2 separate regions of the Sus scrofa genome follow, and region 2 is linked to region 1. The links are chromatin contacts, called in public Hi-C maps. All regions are on one chromosome and are shown on one strand. The core of a region is the stretch at or near the end of the contact, and the rest is flanking DNA. Distances in the headings are between cores, read along the strand shown. Region 1 holds the start of NPL (N-acetylneuraminate pyruvate lyase (dihydrodipicolinate synthase)). Region 2 holds the start of DHX9 (ATP-dependent RNA helicase A).

What was found. Hi-C and Micro-C count contacts between places; a contact is called where the count stands out from the background.
Region 2: a contact with region 1 is called in a Hi-C map of liver, with 1.8 times the contacts expected there. The contact joins the promoter of DHX9 here to the promoter of NPL in region 1. A contact is called at or near these places in 1 of 5 promoter capture datasets (fetal liver), 4 of 47 Hi-C or Micro-C datasets (alveolar macrophages, blood and liver) and 1 of 2 datasets of contacts at active chromatin or transcription factors (alveolar macrophages).

The regions. Positions count from the first base shown.
Region 1 is chr9:124,096,549-124,099,467 of Sscrofa11.1, reverse strand. It overlaps NPL (N-acetylneuraminate pyruvate lyase (dihydrodipicolinate synthase)), which reads right to left and starts at 1,373. Exons shown (of 11, transcript NM_214071.1): 1 at 1,306-1,373. The coding sequence starts at 1,373.
Region 2 is chr9:124,140,554-124,143,472 of Sscrofa11.1, reverse strand. DHX9 (ATP-dependent RNA helicase A) reads right to left here and starts at 1,544. Exons shown (of 28, transcript XM_021063778.1): 1 at 1,387-1,544.

The DNA of each region.
Region 1 (2,919 bases), core at 124-2,623:
AACTGTGGTATGACCAACCTTGAACGAAAATACTAAAAAAAAAGAAATTTCATCTGCTTTAAAGGAACAGGGTTAGGGTTTACAAATTCAGCAATGGAAGATCAAAAGCATAAAAGCTTTACTTAAAGATATCTTAAATACCTCATCTCCTCTTGACCGCTGCCTCATGCCACCAGGACAGTTCAAACTTATTGACCTAAGTACATACTGACCTGTGCTAAGTACTATTATATGGATTATCTCATTTTTACACTCATAACTCCATGATGCAGGTACGACTAAAATTACATTTTATAGATGAAGAAAGAGGAAGCTTAAAGAAGACAGAATTCTGGCTGCTTTGTTAGAATGACTCCTCTAATGGGTCAAAAACATTTAGATCCAGAAGGTGGAGGACTCCCCACCTGGTTAATGGCAATGTCCTGGGAGGCCTTCTATTATTGCTGATGGAGACCCAGGGCATGTGACCACTAGCTGAGAGTACCAGCAAAAGGATGGCCATAATATTCATCTGGAGGGCAAAATGCCTGCTTGGGTAAGGATTTCTCAACAATCATCTGCTCCCCAACATTTAACCAATTTTTTTTTTCCTTTTTATGGCCACACTTGTGACATATGGACGTTCCTGGGCCAGGGGTCTATTTGCAGCTTCAGCTGCTGGCCTATAGCACAGCCACAGCCACGCTGGATCCAAACCACACCTGCAACCTATGGTGGAGTTTGCGTCAATGCCAGATTCTTAACACACTGAGTGAGGCCAGGGATGGAACCTGCATCCTCACAGAGACAATGCTGGGTCCTTAACCAGCCAAGCCACAATGGGAACTCCTAACCCATGTTGAAATGAGACTGTAAAACATGCCTTAAGGTGTCCATCTGGCAGCCACCTTCCCCACTTTGCTCTGGGTAGGACATTTTCATCATGTCTATGAATGGTCTGGAGACAGGGTTTAGAGGCCAGAGATTGACATCAAATCCTGCTAAAATGAGACTCTCCTCACCCAACTCCACCAGCCTTATGTGGGAAGGCCAGGGTTCCAATGAAATCCAAGGAGAATTTGCTTTGTGGAGCTAGACACTGGGAGGAGGGTGAGCCGCCATATCTTACCTTGTCTCTTTCTGCACTGCTTGCGAGGCAGAGATCTCTTCTCTGACTTGGGGCCAGAGAGAGTGAGGGGGGGATGACTGGCGGAAGCTGCCACTTGGCAATGGTGCCACAGAGCCGCGAAGTCGAAGCAACCTGCTATAGAGACCTACCGTCCTCTGCAGTGGAGGGAGAGCCCTTTAGTCCCAAGCCATAGTTACCCATGCTCAGTCATCGGCGTGATGGTCGCGGCCACGAGACCTTGAAGTTTCTTCTTCGGGGAGGCCATTGAGCTGCTGACAAAGTCTGGAAAACATACAAGGGAATTCTCTCTTTCAAGGACTGTCATTAATGATAAAACTCCTGGGCAAAGTCCATTCCTACATAGCTTAGAACTGTGAAAAATGCTTACAAGAACACAAACACCCAGAGCAAATGAGAACAATGTAAAACATTAGTGCTTCATACTAGAGAGGAGGAAACTCTTTTTTTTTTTTAAAGACAGGAAAGGTGGGGACAAGAAGAGAGAACTGTTCTAGAAAAACAGCCTTGGAAAGGGCTCCCATTTTACCTACGTAGGGGATGGTAGCAATCTGAAATCTCAAAGAGCAAGGGTGAACAGCAGCAGACCCAGGAAAGAATATGAACCTAACTCAGAGAGGTTGAGTATATAAAAAATTACTGTTACTCAGGTTGAAATATGGGGGGGGGAGAAAAGGGATATTCTTATCTCTTTCCATAACTTCATACCATTAAGGGAGAATCTGCCCTAAAGCCAGTTCTTAAGTCTTAAGGCTTCAGTGTGATCTAAATAACACTAATAAGATCTTTCATATTCTAGTTTTGTTCAGTTCTTCCCAGCTCTAGTAAGCCACATCACAAATATTCTTTTACCCTTAGACCAAGCTCCCTCAGGGCCAGAAACAGACTGCATTTGCCTTTGCTTTCCCTGCACCGAGTGCTCTGCTGGACACCTTGTGTTCAGTAAAAAAGTGATGACTATGTGGGTGATTAAATGAGGTGTTCAGATGGTAGCTGGATGAGGACTTCCGCAGATGGTGAGATCACTGCTAAGACAGTGAACCTGGCCACACTCTCTGGGGCAAAGGGATCCCTCGCCACCTGGCCGAGAGTGTACCTACCCATAACCGTAAAAAAGCCAAGAAGGGAGTTCTCGCTGTGGCTCAGTGATAACAAACCCGACTAGCATCCATGAGTTCAATCTCTGGCCTCGCTCAGTGGGCTAAGGATCCAGCACTGCCACAAGCTGTGGTATAGGTCGCAGACGAGGCTCAGATTCTGCATTGCTGTGGTTGTGGTGTAGGCTGGCAGCAGCAGCTCTGATTCAACCTTATCCTGGGATCTTCCATATGCCACGAGTGTGGCCCTAAAAAGACCAAAAAAAAAAAAAAAAAAAAAAAAAAAAAGAAGAAGCCAAGAACTCATCTCAAACAGGCAATGAGAAGCAATAAAGCATCCTTGTTAACAGCCTGGATTCTACAAACAGATTGCCTTGTTCAACCCCCAACTTTGCCATTTAACTAATTACAGAAGCATTATTATTTTTTTGAGCTGTAAGACATAAAAACTTGAAGACACAAATGTAAAGTATAATTAGCAAAACAAAATAAAAACACAATCAGACAATTCTGGCTTACAGTTATACAAAAGATAGTTGGCTTAGAGCAAACACAGTGATGTCTACAGGTAATGAACAAGAGCGAGTATGTTATAGTTCTGAGGCTACGGGCGCATCTCAAAACCCAAAGCTCACTACACTTAACTCTGACCCACAGAATATAATACTTATGAACTATCATATTTTGTTTGCTCTT
Region 2 (2,919 bases), core at 295-2,794, 44 kb before region 1:
AAATATACATTGAAAGTTTAGTCTTTTCTCTTTAAAAGCTCCAAAATCAAGTTCATCCATCTGCAGCACTTATGTATCCACCTGAATGCTAACATGGCATCACAGTTAAAACACAATTTTAAATTTCCTCCCTAAACCTGTTCCTCTTCCCTCTAATCCCAGTGTTCCCACCTCCTTAGGCGGCACAACCATCCACCAAATTACTCCTATCACCCATTTGGGACTTATCCAGTCCCTCAACATCCTCCATAACCATCCGTTGCAGTCTTTATTATGTACCAATCAGTATCCGTTAAGGAGCATTGCAGCAACTACTTCACTTAACCCATACACGACACTGTATAGCTAAGCATTATTACAGGTAAGTAAACTGAGAGAAAGAATAATTTGCCTCAACAGACAGAGCTTCTAATTGGGGGACCCAAAATTCCAACCCAGGTAGTCCTGATCTACTCTTGACCTAAGGCTCACTTTCGCCTCCAAACATGATTCCAATCTGTTCGCTTCCCTCCCCTCTCCCACTACTGCAACAGCTGGAGTTCAGCAACAAGGTCCTAAATAATTCCCATTTCCTTTGTAACCACGCTAAAATCCAATCTTCTTTTAAATTCTTCTCACCACATTCCAGTCACGTGGCCTTCTTTCAGTTTCTTTCTAATCCCTGCCAGTAAACACTAACTAATCCCCCTCCGCCTGGGGAGTTCTGCTTTTCTTCCACATCTTAGTAGTCGATAATCTCCACCCTTTGGGCGAGACGTCGGCTCAAATGTCTGCCTCCTCCGAAAAGCCTTCCCTCGCGCCACCCTTCCGGAAATGGCGCCCTTCCTTTACACTAAATCCTCCAAGAGCTTTTTTACCGAAACCAGCACTTGTTTCCACACGGCTCCCCACCCCCACCACGACCCCAACCTCTGAGAGAAAAGAGCAAGGACTGTGCCTAGCCTGTTTTCTGCTCTATCCGCAGAGGCCGCAGGGTACCACCCGCTATTTTCGGCACGCAGGCCTGCGTGGACGAACGAAGGGCCCTAAGCGTGGGCGGCGGTTTGGCGGGCTTAGCTCCCCCCACCCCGGGCCGATTCAGTCCCTTTCACTCTACGGCGACAGCGCCACCGCCAAGCGCAGGCTGGAAGAGGAAGTGGGGTTTGGCCGCTCCGGAGACGAAACTAGGCCTGCCTCCGCGAATAACTGGGGGCCAAATGGCGGCCTCAGGCAGCGCAAGCGCGGAGCGGCGTCGCAAGCAGCACGCAACCCGCAATCCGGGAACCCAGCGAGGCGGCTCTCCCCTCCCCCACCCGCCACCGCCGCCAGCTCCAGGCAACAAAGACCCGCTGCAGAACCCCGGGGCCTACGCCGTCCCAACCGGTAACAAAGACGTCTTCCCCTTACCGGAGTCCGATTCTTTGTGCCCGAGAGCACAGCTCTCTCAGGAACGTCCCTGGCTCGGGCCTTAGCGACGGAGACCAGACGAGCGCACCACCACTCGCACCGAGGCGGCGGCGAAATGGCTCCGACCGCTACGCTGTGGAGGCGGAGTCAGTGTGCTACGCATGCGCAGAAGGGGAGCGTGGGGCCAAGGGCGCCCGGAAGAGGGGCGGAGCTGCCGCAACCACGCGACGGGCAGCGTCCAGTCGCCTGGGAGATCCGCCGCGCCCTAGAGCGGCGCCGGGGCGGAGCTTCCTCCTTTGGCGCGAGGCCTCCTCAGGAGGGGCCTGCCGCATGTTTTTGGAGAATGTTTTGCACCTTCTGTCATAGGGACCTGTGGTAGATGAGGTGCCCCACAAAGACACAACTGGAAATCCTAGGTGGTAGCTTTATAGGGTTGTTGGTGATTAAATGAGATGGCTTAAAAAATAGAATAAAATAAATGAGATGGCTTGCGAAGGCGGCTTAGGGCAGTACCCAGCACACAATAGTTGTTCAGTAGGTATTGTAGTGATTCGGCTCCTCGAAGGTTAACATCCCCTAAATAGAAGTAAGCTCGGTGAAGGCGGGAACCCTGCCTGGCCAGCTCAGGCCGCTAAATGAAGTACTTGGCACATCAAGTGCTCAGTAATAACTAGTTTAATAAATAGAAACTGTAAAGTTCTTTTTGCTCAAATTGGATAACCTTTTGTATTCATAGTCTTCGGAGTAATTTATATCCTTAACTATTATAGTAGTCACTGCTAAATTTTTGAACTCCAGTGCTTCTCACGGAGGCAACAATACAAAATATTTCAAGCTGGGGTTGTTCCAGAGAAGCCAGACCAGTAAAGTATCAGGCCCCATCGTACCTAACATCCTTATTTTTCACCTCTTCCCTTTTTTTCCCCTAACTCTTCTAGCTCACTGTGATTAATCCCTTTAAAACTCTGTTTCTTCTACAACCAGAGTAACACAGATTAAAACATTTAAGTTAAACAGAGGAACGTATTTACTCATTAACTTATTTTCTCCATGTTTGCTCTCTTCAACTAGGAATAAAATCATCAGGGAAATACCTTAATCCTTTGTTTCCTTATCTCTCTCAGGATGCTTAAATCAGGAAGTTTTCATGATAAGGGAAACCCAACTAACATAAATGGATTGCAAATGTTTTGTAGTAGATAATGTACACACCAAAAACATCAACAAATTAAGTATAAAGAATATTTTCTGAGGTCGATCTTTGGCTCCCAAAGATTACAGAGAATTTTATTACTGAGTTGTTTATTAATTTAGGCCTTGCATCTGGGACCTTGAGTTGCCAGGGGATTGGATGCCAGCAATGGCATTTACCTTTGTAGGTTGTCCTTGGCAACTAGTACCTTCTAAGATCTCCCTTAACATTTGCAGATGAAGCATCAAAACATTCTCCATGAGTTCCCTGGTGGTTCAGCAGGTTAAGGATCCAGCACTGCTGCTGTGGTGTGGGTTAATCCCTGGCCTCGGAACTTCCAC